Regions from separate parts of the Macaca mulatta genome. Here region 1 is linked to region 2. A link is a contact called in public Hi-C data. All regions are on one chromosome and are shown on one strand. The core of a region is the stretch at or near the end of the contact, and the rest is flanking DNA. Distances in the headings are between cores, read along the strand shown.

Evidence for each region. Hi-C and Micro-C count contacts between places; a contact is called where the count stands out from the background.
Region 1: a contact with region 2 is called in a Hi-C map of sperm, with 14 times the contacts expected there. The contact joins two enhancer-like sites. A contact is called at or near these places in 4 of 14 Hi-C or Micro-C datasets (blood, fetal cortex germinal zone, fibroblasts and 1 more).

What each region holds. Positions count from the first base shown.
Region 1 is chr11:139,038,650-139,042,377 of T2T-MMU8v2.0, reverse strand. No RefSeq gene overlaps it. Among named protein-coding and RNA genes, the nearest start is that of SFSWAP, 28 kb to the left of the region's middle. Within about 2 kb of position 2,372, at least 2 of the 40 cell types and tissues checked have an H3K27ac peak or open chromatin away from gene starts, as enhancers often do.
Region 2 is chr11:138,661,501-138,664,837 of T2T-MMU8v2.0, reverse strand. No RefSeq gene overlaps it. Among named protein-coding and RNA genes, the nearest start is that of ADGRD1, 320 kb to the right of the region's middle. Within about 2 kb of position 1,982, at least 4 of the 40 cell types and tissues checked have an H3K27ac peak or open chromatin away from gene starts, as enhancers often do.

The sequences.
Region 1 (3,728 bases), core at 1,123-3,622, 380 kb before region 2:
GACTGGACGTGGGGAGGGGCAGCCCCCCAGGGAGAGCCAAGAGCATCATGGGAGGGAGGGAAGGTGCTGGGGAGGAGCCTCGTGTCCGCGTGGGGGGTCCTTCCCGGCAGAGCCGTCTGTCCTGGTGTTCGGGGGCTGCCGTCTCTATTCACGCCCCCAGGGAACCTGTCTGGGCTGGTCAGAGTCCGCGTCAGCCCCAGGAGTGTGTGTGCTGCACACTTGACCGCGTCCGTCATGCACACGCAGCAGCAGAAAGGCTGAAAGCCCTGGTCTGTTTCACACCTGAGTGAAAAATTAAGTCTTTTCATCCGTGAGGACTTCAGTGGTAACGACCCAGGCTGCTGACTCCCGAGGGGGCTTCCGTCTGCTCCATCACTCAGGACCCCAACCCCAGAGCTGAGACGGGGCGGGCCCTGACTTTTCCTGCAGTGCGTCTACCACAGTTTGTTGCCCAGGATTAATGCTGCTTGTGACTGAGAGCGTGCAGAGAGACCAAGACGGACGTGGACCAGGGCAGCTCTGCTCCCAGCTTCGCGAACGCTGGCGCCTGCGTCTGGAAGGGAAGCCCTGCAGGCTGGGATTCGGGAACGGGGGCGCTGGAGCTTCCCGGGAGAGGCGGGCAGGACTCCCTGACCTGGTGTCCACTGCAACCATCTCAACCCAGAAGCCCTGGCAGGTGCCACGTGACCCGTGTCTCGGGGACTGAGCCCAGGTGAGCCGTCAGAGGCAAGAGCTCAGCTCCAGGTCAGGCAGGCCTGCGGCTGGATTCCACACCACAGCCGTGCGGCTCTGGCCTCAGTTTACGCACCTGTAAAATGCAGATGACTGTCGTATTGACATGATTTCCTCGAAAGGTGAACGAGGCCGTCCTGTGAAGATGGCGCGGACACATCCCAGCTCTCGATCACGATGGGCAGTGCTAATATAATACAACGACGTGAGGTTGGGAGCTGCTGTTCACCCCACCCGGGACGTTTCTGCTGATTGTTTTGAAGCCCCACCGTGAATCTTCCCTTTTCCCCGATCCTAAATCTCTCCCGCTGCTGCAAAGCCGTCCGGAGACACTCGCAGGAGGTGGGTTCTGGAGCCCTGTTGCCCGGCCAGCTGGAGGGACAGAGCTCCAGGTCAGGCACCCCTGCATCCCCTCCCTACGCTCCCGCCCCTCAGCCCACGTCCCACAGTCCAGATCCCGCACCTCCCCCTCCCCTTTCCGTTTTCCTCCCATAAGACCCACCTCTTCTGACCCTCCCTGGCCTCTACCTCCTGCTCAGGGTTCAACACTGACCTCTGCTTCCCTCCACGTTTCCCTCCTTCTTCCCTTGGCCCCTGTCATCCACAGCAGACGCCCCTCAGCTGCCGCCCCACCTCCTGCTCCTGACCCAGCTGGCTGCCCACGTCCCGTGAGGAGCCTGCTCCTGGACCCCAGCAATACGTGTCCTCCCACTTCTCTCCCTCTCGTCGGCCCCTCCCAGGAGCCCCTTTCCCAGTGTCATCTCTTGGCTCCAGCTTCTTCCAACCAAACCCTGAACTCCATTCAGAGTGGAGCTGATGCCCTGCTCCAGAGTCCATCTGGTCAACCCAAGTCAGCCTCTGGGACCCACCCCTGCGGGGCAGCCACATCCCAAGTGGGGAGAGCGCGGTTGGCTCATCCAGGACACATGCTTACTGGCTTGTTCTATGTGATCGGGGATTGGGTCTGGGGGGCCTGTGGGGTTTGGGTCCCAGGGTGACTCTCACCTGACCCACCCCACGTGCCGGCCGCCAGTCACACGGGCTGTGCAGACGTGACTGTATGTTCCTCCCAGGCCACTCTGTTGTCCTCAGTGAGGCCATTCCGGGGAGGTGACAGTGATCACAGATGGGGCATGTGTGGCATTATATCCCCATGTGTGATGCGTGTCCTCTGTTAGGAGCTCAGGGTGTGGGTGCCATCATGTCTCCACATGTGACCTCACGTCCTCTGCACAGAGCTCGGGACACTGGTGCCATCGTGTCCCCACCTGTGACCTCATGTCCTCTGTGCAGAGCTCGGGACACTGGTGCCATCGTGTCCCCACGTGTGACCTGATGTCCTCTGCTTAGAGCTGGGACACTGGTGCCATCGTGTCCCCACGTGTGACCTGATGTCCTCTGCGCAGAGCTGGGACACTGGTGCCATCGTGTCCCCACGTGTGACCTCATGTCCTCTGCGCAGAGCTGGGACACTGGTGCCATCGTGTCCCCACGTGTGACCTCATGTCCTCTGCGCAGAGCTGGGACACTGGTGCCATCGTGTCCCCACGTGTGACCTCATGTCCTCTGCGCAGAGCTGGGACACTGGTGCCATCGTGTCTCCACCTGTGACCTCATGTCCTCTGTACAGAGCTCGGAGTGTGGGTGCCATCGTGTCCCCACGTGTGACCTCATGTCCTCTCTACAGAGCTCGGGGCTGTCCTCTCATGGCCGCTCCTAGACGGTCAGGCCCTGTGTTCCAGGAGGCTTCGACAGTGACTGTCCCGGGTGCTGCCGTCACTAACCCAGCCTAAGAGCAATAAAGCCACCTGCCCTGGCGTGGAGAATGTGTGGGTTGCTATGCACCAGTCGCCATGGCACCAGCACCCGTGACTTCAGGTCGGATGAGTGTCTGGAGAACAGTGAGCAGCGTCAAATGGTCAGGGGCCCAGGGTGCCTGAGGAGGTCAGCCTCTGCCCAGTTCTCTGCGGGGAAACCTGTGGGGCTGTCCTGGGCTCCACGGAGCTCACAGTTGCCCTGGGGAGTAGGGAGGAGGGGCCCAGGAGGCCTTCTCATCTGGGACAGTCCTGGAAGAGGCCCCTCGGGGACACACATGGGAAAATGGGGCATCCAGCAGCCAGACTGAGCCAGGACCTTGAGAGAAGAGACAGCTGTCCCCGGAAGTCCTGCACTGTGGCTGCTCCATCCACCGGCCAAGTGGAGCATCCTGGACCACTCACAAGGGGCTCTGCTCTTCATGACTTTAATGCAACCTGTCACCGTCGTTGTGGGTGATCACTAACACAGCATAGCAAGGCAGGGAGACTACAGGGTGAGGAGTTTCTGCAGAAGACGTTGGAACCAGGAATGTGCACAGACACCATGAATGTGAATTGTAACCTCAAAGGGAAGGCACAGGCAGCCCAGCAAAAGCAGCAGCTGATGGGAGCTCGCGGCGAGCCCACCTCTCCTCCAGGTGGCGAGAGACCCCAGAGGAGAGGCCCGGGGTGTCGGCCCCCCTGGAACAGAGAGAAAGATGCCTGCGTGGACGGGTGCCCAGAGGTGTGGACAGCAGGGTCCCCATGCTGACCGCGGCAGGACAAGCTCGGGTTCAAGCTCCTCAAGGAAAGCTTTAAGCTCATCCCCAGCTTCTGAGCAGGTGCAAGCCGGTCCCAGGGACGCTTTGTTCCGTTCCCTGCTCTCCAGGGGAGGCGGGTGGGGAAGGGAGGAAGACAGGGGCCTCTCCCTCCTCCCTGCACAGCCTCAGACCTTCCAGCCGGAAGCAGTGGCATCTGGTAACGATGATGACTACGCTACTAATTATTAGCATTATGATTTAATAGGCAGGGAGCCAGTGAAGTGCAGGGGCTGGGGGAGCTGCAGCACAGAGTCCAGGAGAGTCCATCCCGGCCCCGCTCCTGAGCCCGGGTGACCTTGGGCCAATCCCCCAAGGTCAGCCATTCTGTTGGTTTCCATCACCTCTAAATTGCAGTTCCCAGGGAGCACAAAATGAGAAA
Region 2 (3,337 bases), core at 733-3,232:
CCTCCCGTGGTCCTACTGCCCCAGGCCTCAGAAGGAAACAGGTGCCATGGAAACACTGCTGACACCTGGCGTGTCCCCTGCCTGCCCCTGGAGAGAGCCTGGCTGGGATTCAGCACCCAGATTGAGCAGGGAAACATCTCCTCGCAGGAAAGGAAATCTCCATTTCTACCAATGGACATTCCATGCAGGTCACCCTGAAAATTCATGGTGGAAGGTCAACTCCAAAACGGATTTCCTGCTCCATAGCTCTGCCTTCAGAACCTTGAAAATTCATGGCGGAAGGTCTGTTGCAAAACCGATTTCCTGCTCTATAGCTCTGCCTTCGGAGGATCTCACATACATAAGGAATGAGGTGCAGATGTGGAAGGAAATAGAGACTCCATGATCTTAAGAGGAGGGAGCTGGAAGCTGGGAGATGGAGAAAGAGGGCAATAATAAAATCAGAGGTGCATAACCCCCAGCCCCTCTCCAAAATCCCATCGTGGTGATGCTGGTTGAGGGGATGGCACTGTCCCCATATGGCCTCCAGATTTAAGCCCAGAGTCTGTGTCCCTTATGCTGAGACCACAGGTAATGACGTGTGGGCTCCTCCTATAGGGCAGGAACCACCCCGTGACACCTGTGTCCATTTTCCAGGTAGCTGAGGCACGGGAGGCTGGAGGAGACTGACAGCCAACTCCTTGCACCCCAGCCCTGCTAGACACAGTGTGGCCCCTGCAGACTGTGAAGTGCAGCGCACCCCAGCAGGGGGTGGGAGCGCCTTTGCTACTCTCACTGGCTTCTGCTCCGCGTGAGGTGGAGGGCAGACGCTCCTTTCTCTGGAGCCCCGTGCAGACCCTGATGGGTCAGGGCCTCCTGTGCTGGGGACTCTGGGAGCATCTGGGACTGTCGCGGCCGATAGAGCCTACAAAAGGCCAGCCTCCCTCCTCCCCGCCTTTCATTAGAAAATCCGAACAGCCGCATAGCTCATTTGAGAAATAAATATTCATTGAAACCACATAATATGGATGCTTGTATGGCTGTATTTGAGGGGAAATTAAAGGAATAAATAACCCATAAGTCTTTGAATGTGTTGTCCTTAGGTAGAAATGTCTCCAGGTTTTCTATGGCCACCTACTGAATTATTTAAGTTAGTTAAACTTAGATGTTAAGAAATAGTCAAAACAGTCCTAGTTCCAACATTCTTATTTCTTATTAAGATCAAATGTTTATGCAAAGCGTATGGATTGATTACTCTAATGAGAGTTCAGTAAAGTTGGGGCAAATAACATTTTAAGGAAATTTCAGGGAGATTCTGCAAATCTCTAACAGAAATCGCCAAGGCTCTCAGGGGAGCAGATGGTCACCTCATCTTCCCCAGTCTGATGTAGCCCTGGGATGGGGGCAATGTCTGCAAATTGCAAGTGCAGGCCCTGCCTGCTCACCCCCGACCCCAGGCAGAGGCTTCTCAAGGGCAGCACTGGGTGGGAGGTGAGGGTGGGTGGGAAATGGCTTTCACCCCCGGGGGAGCTCATTCCTGGACGTCAAGCTCACGTGCCCCTGGAGGGTTTCCAAGAACAGGTGCCTGAGTTGTGCTGAGCCTCGTGTCAGACAGAGCCCGCTCCCCACCCTGATGGAAGTGACCCCCAGGAGGAGAAAGCCTGAACAGGTCCACGGAGCCCAGACACCCACTCCTTCTAACTCATGCATGCCTGGAGGCCTTGGGGTCTCGCCCACACCCCACGGGCAGGTGTCCTCCGGTTACCCCCAGGGATGTGGCCTCTGGGGGACCCCTCCTCTGAGGCTCCCCCCAGCAGAAGCCCTGCGTGAAACTGCTCCTGCTGGCTCCCCTCCCCCACCACTCAAGGCCCCTCTGAGAGGCTGGGAGGGTTCTGGGTGGAAGGGGACAGAGCTCGGTTGAAGAGAAGATCCTGGTCTCCGGGGTAGAGCTCCTCTCCCTTCCCCTCTCCCTCTCCACACACTGTGGGTGCCCTAAGGGGCTGGTGGTTGTTTCAGGGCTTGTAAAACTTTGGACTGACCCCCTCTGCCCCGTCCTAGAGTGGATGGTCCTCGGGGCGTTTGTAGCTGTTTCAGGACCGGGTCTGCTCTGAGGCTGTGAGCTATGGGGAGCGAGTCTGCGCACATGCTGCTGTGAGCTATGGGGAGAGAGTCCGCGCACATGCTGCTGTGAGCTATGGGGAGAGAGTCCGCGCACATGCTGCTGTGAGCTATGGGGAGAGTCCGCGCACATGCTGCTGTGAGCTATGGGGAGAGTCCGCGCACATGCTGCTGTGAGCTATGGGGAGAGTCCGCGCACATGCTGCTGTGAGCTATGGGGAGAGTCCGTGCATATGCTGCTGTGAGCTATGGGGAGAGAGTCCGGCTTGGAACCGCAGACCATCCCTGAGAACACACCCCAGCTGTCAGCCACAAAAAGCGATCAAGTTGCCACAGGGATCCCAGAGCCCATTTTCCGTTTGCTGTGGCCACATGTCCCTCATTGTGGCATCCACATCAGGGAGTTGTCAGGGCAGTGGGGCCTGACAGAGGGGCTAGATCGGGGTGCATTGGTGCTCTCACATCCTGGGTGACAGTACACCGAGTGACCTTGCTGACCATAAACTAAGCACAACCATCAAAGCTACAACTACAACAGCCACACAAAAATCAATCAGACGGGCCCTCCAGTTCCTGCCAAGACAGAGCAGTGCCGCCCTCCTGGCTTCTCCCTTTCACAGCAGAATATCCTGGGCATCACTCAACAAGTGCAGGAAGACTCTGAAACCTGGGGAAAAGGCAAACCTGGGGCCTGGGACAGAAGGAACCACAGGCCTGGAGTCCTCTGGGCTCCAGCTGCTGCCTCCCTCACAGGCCTCCCCCATCTCCCCCCTGCAGCCGTGGGGCAGAGCAAACCCCTTGGGCCCACTGAAATCAGGTGCCAGGCAACCATTTGGGCAGCTCAGACGGGAACCATTAGAGGTGAAAGGAGGCTCTGCCAAATGTTGTTTGACTTTTGCATGCTAATCAGCTATAATTGTTAGATTCACATTTATAATGCAAAGAGAGAACAGAATTCTCACCCTGAAGCCTGGAGTCTGCTGCTCCCCAAGGCAGAGCGCCCACTGGGGCTGGGGTTCAGAAAGCCAAAGCTTTGCTATTCCAACTGCAGGGTGTGCTCTGAGGCAGGAGGCCTGCTTGGCATTCTGGAAACCTCTGAGCTTCTCTACAAAGGAGCTCCATGCCTCTTTCCCGATGTCCCAACTCCTCCTCCTCCTGCAGCTGAAGCTGGCAGTTACAGCAGCAGAGCAGAGGCTACACTGGTGTCCTGAGTCCCCGGGCTGAACCAGAGGTGACCCCG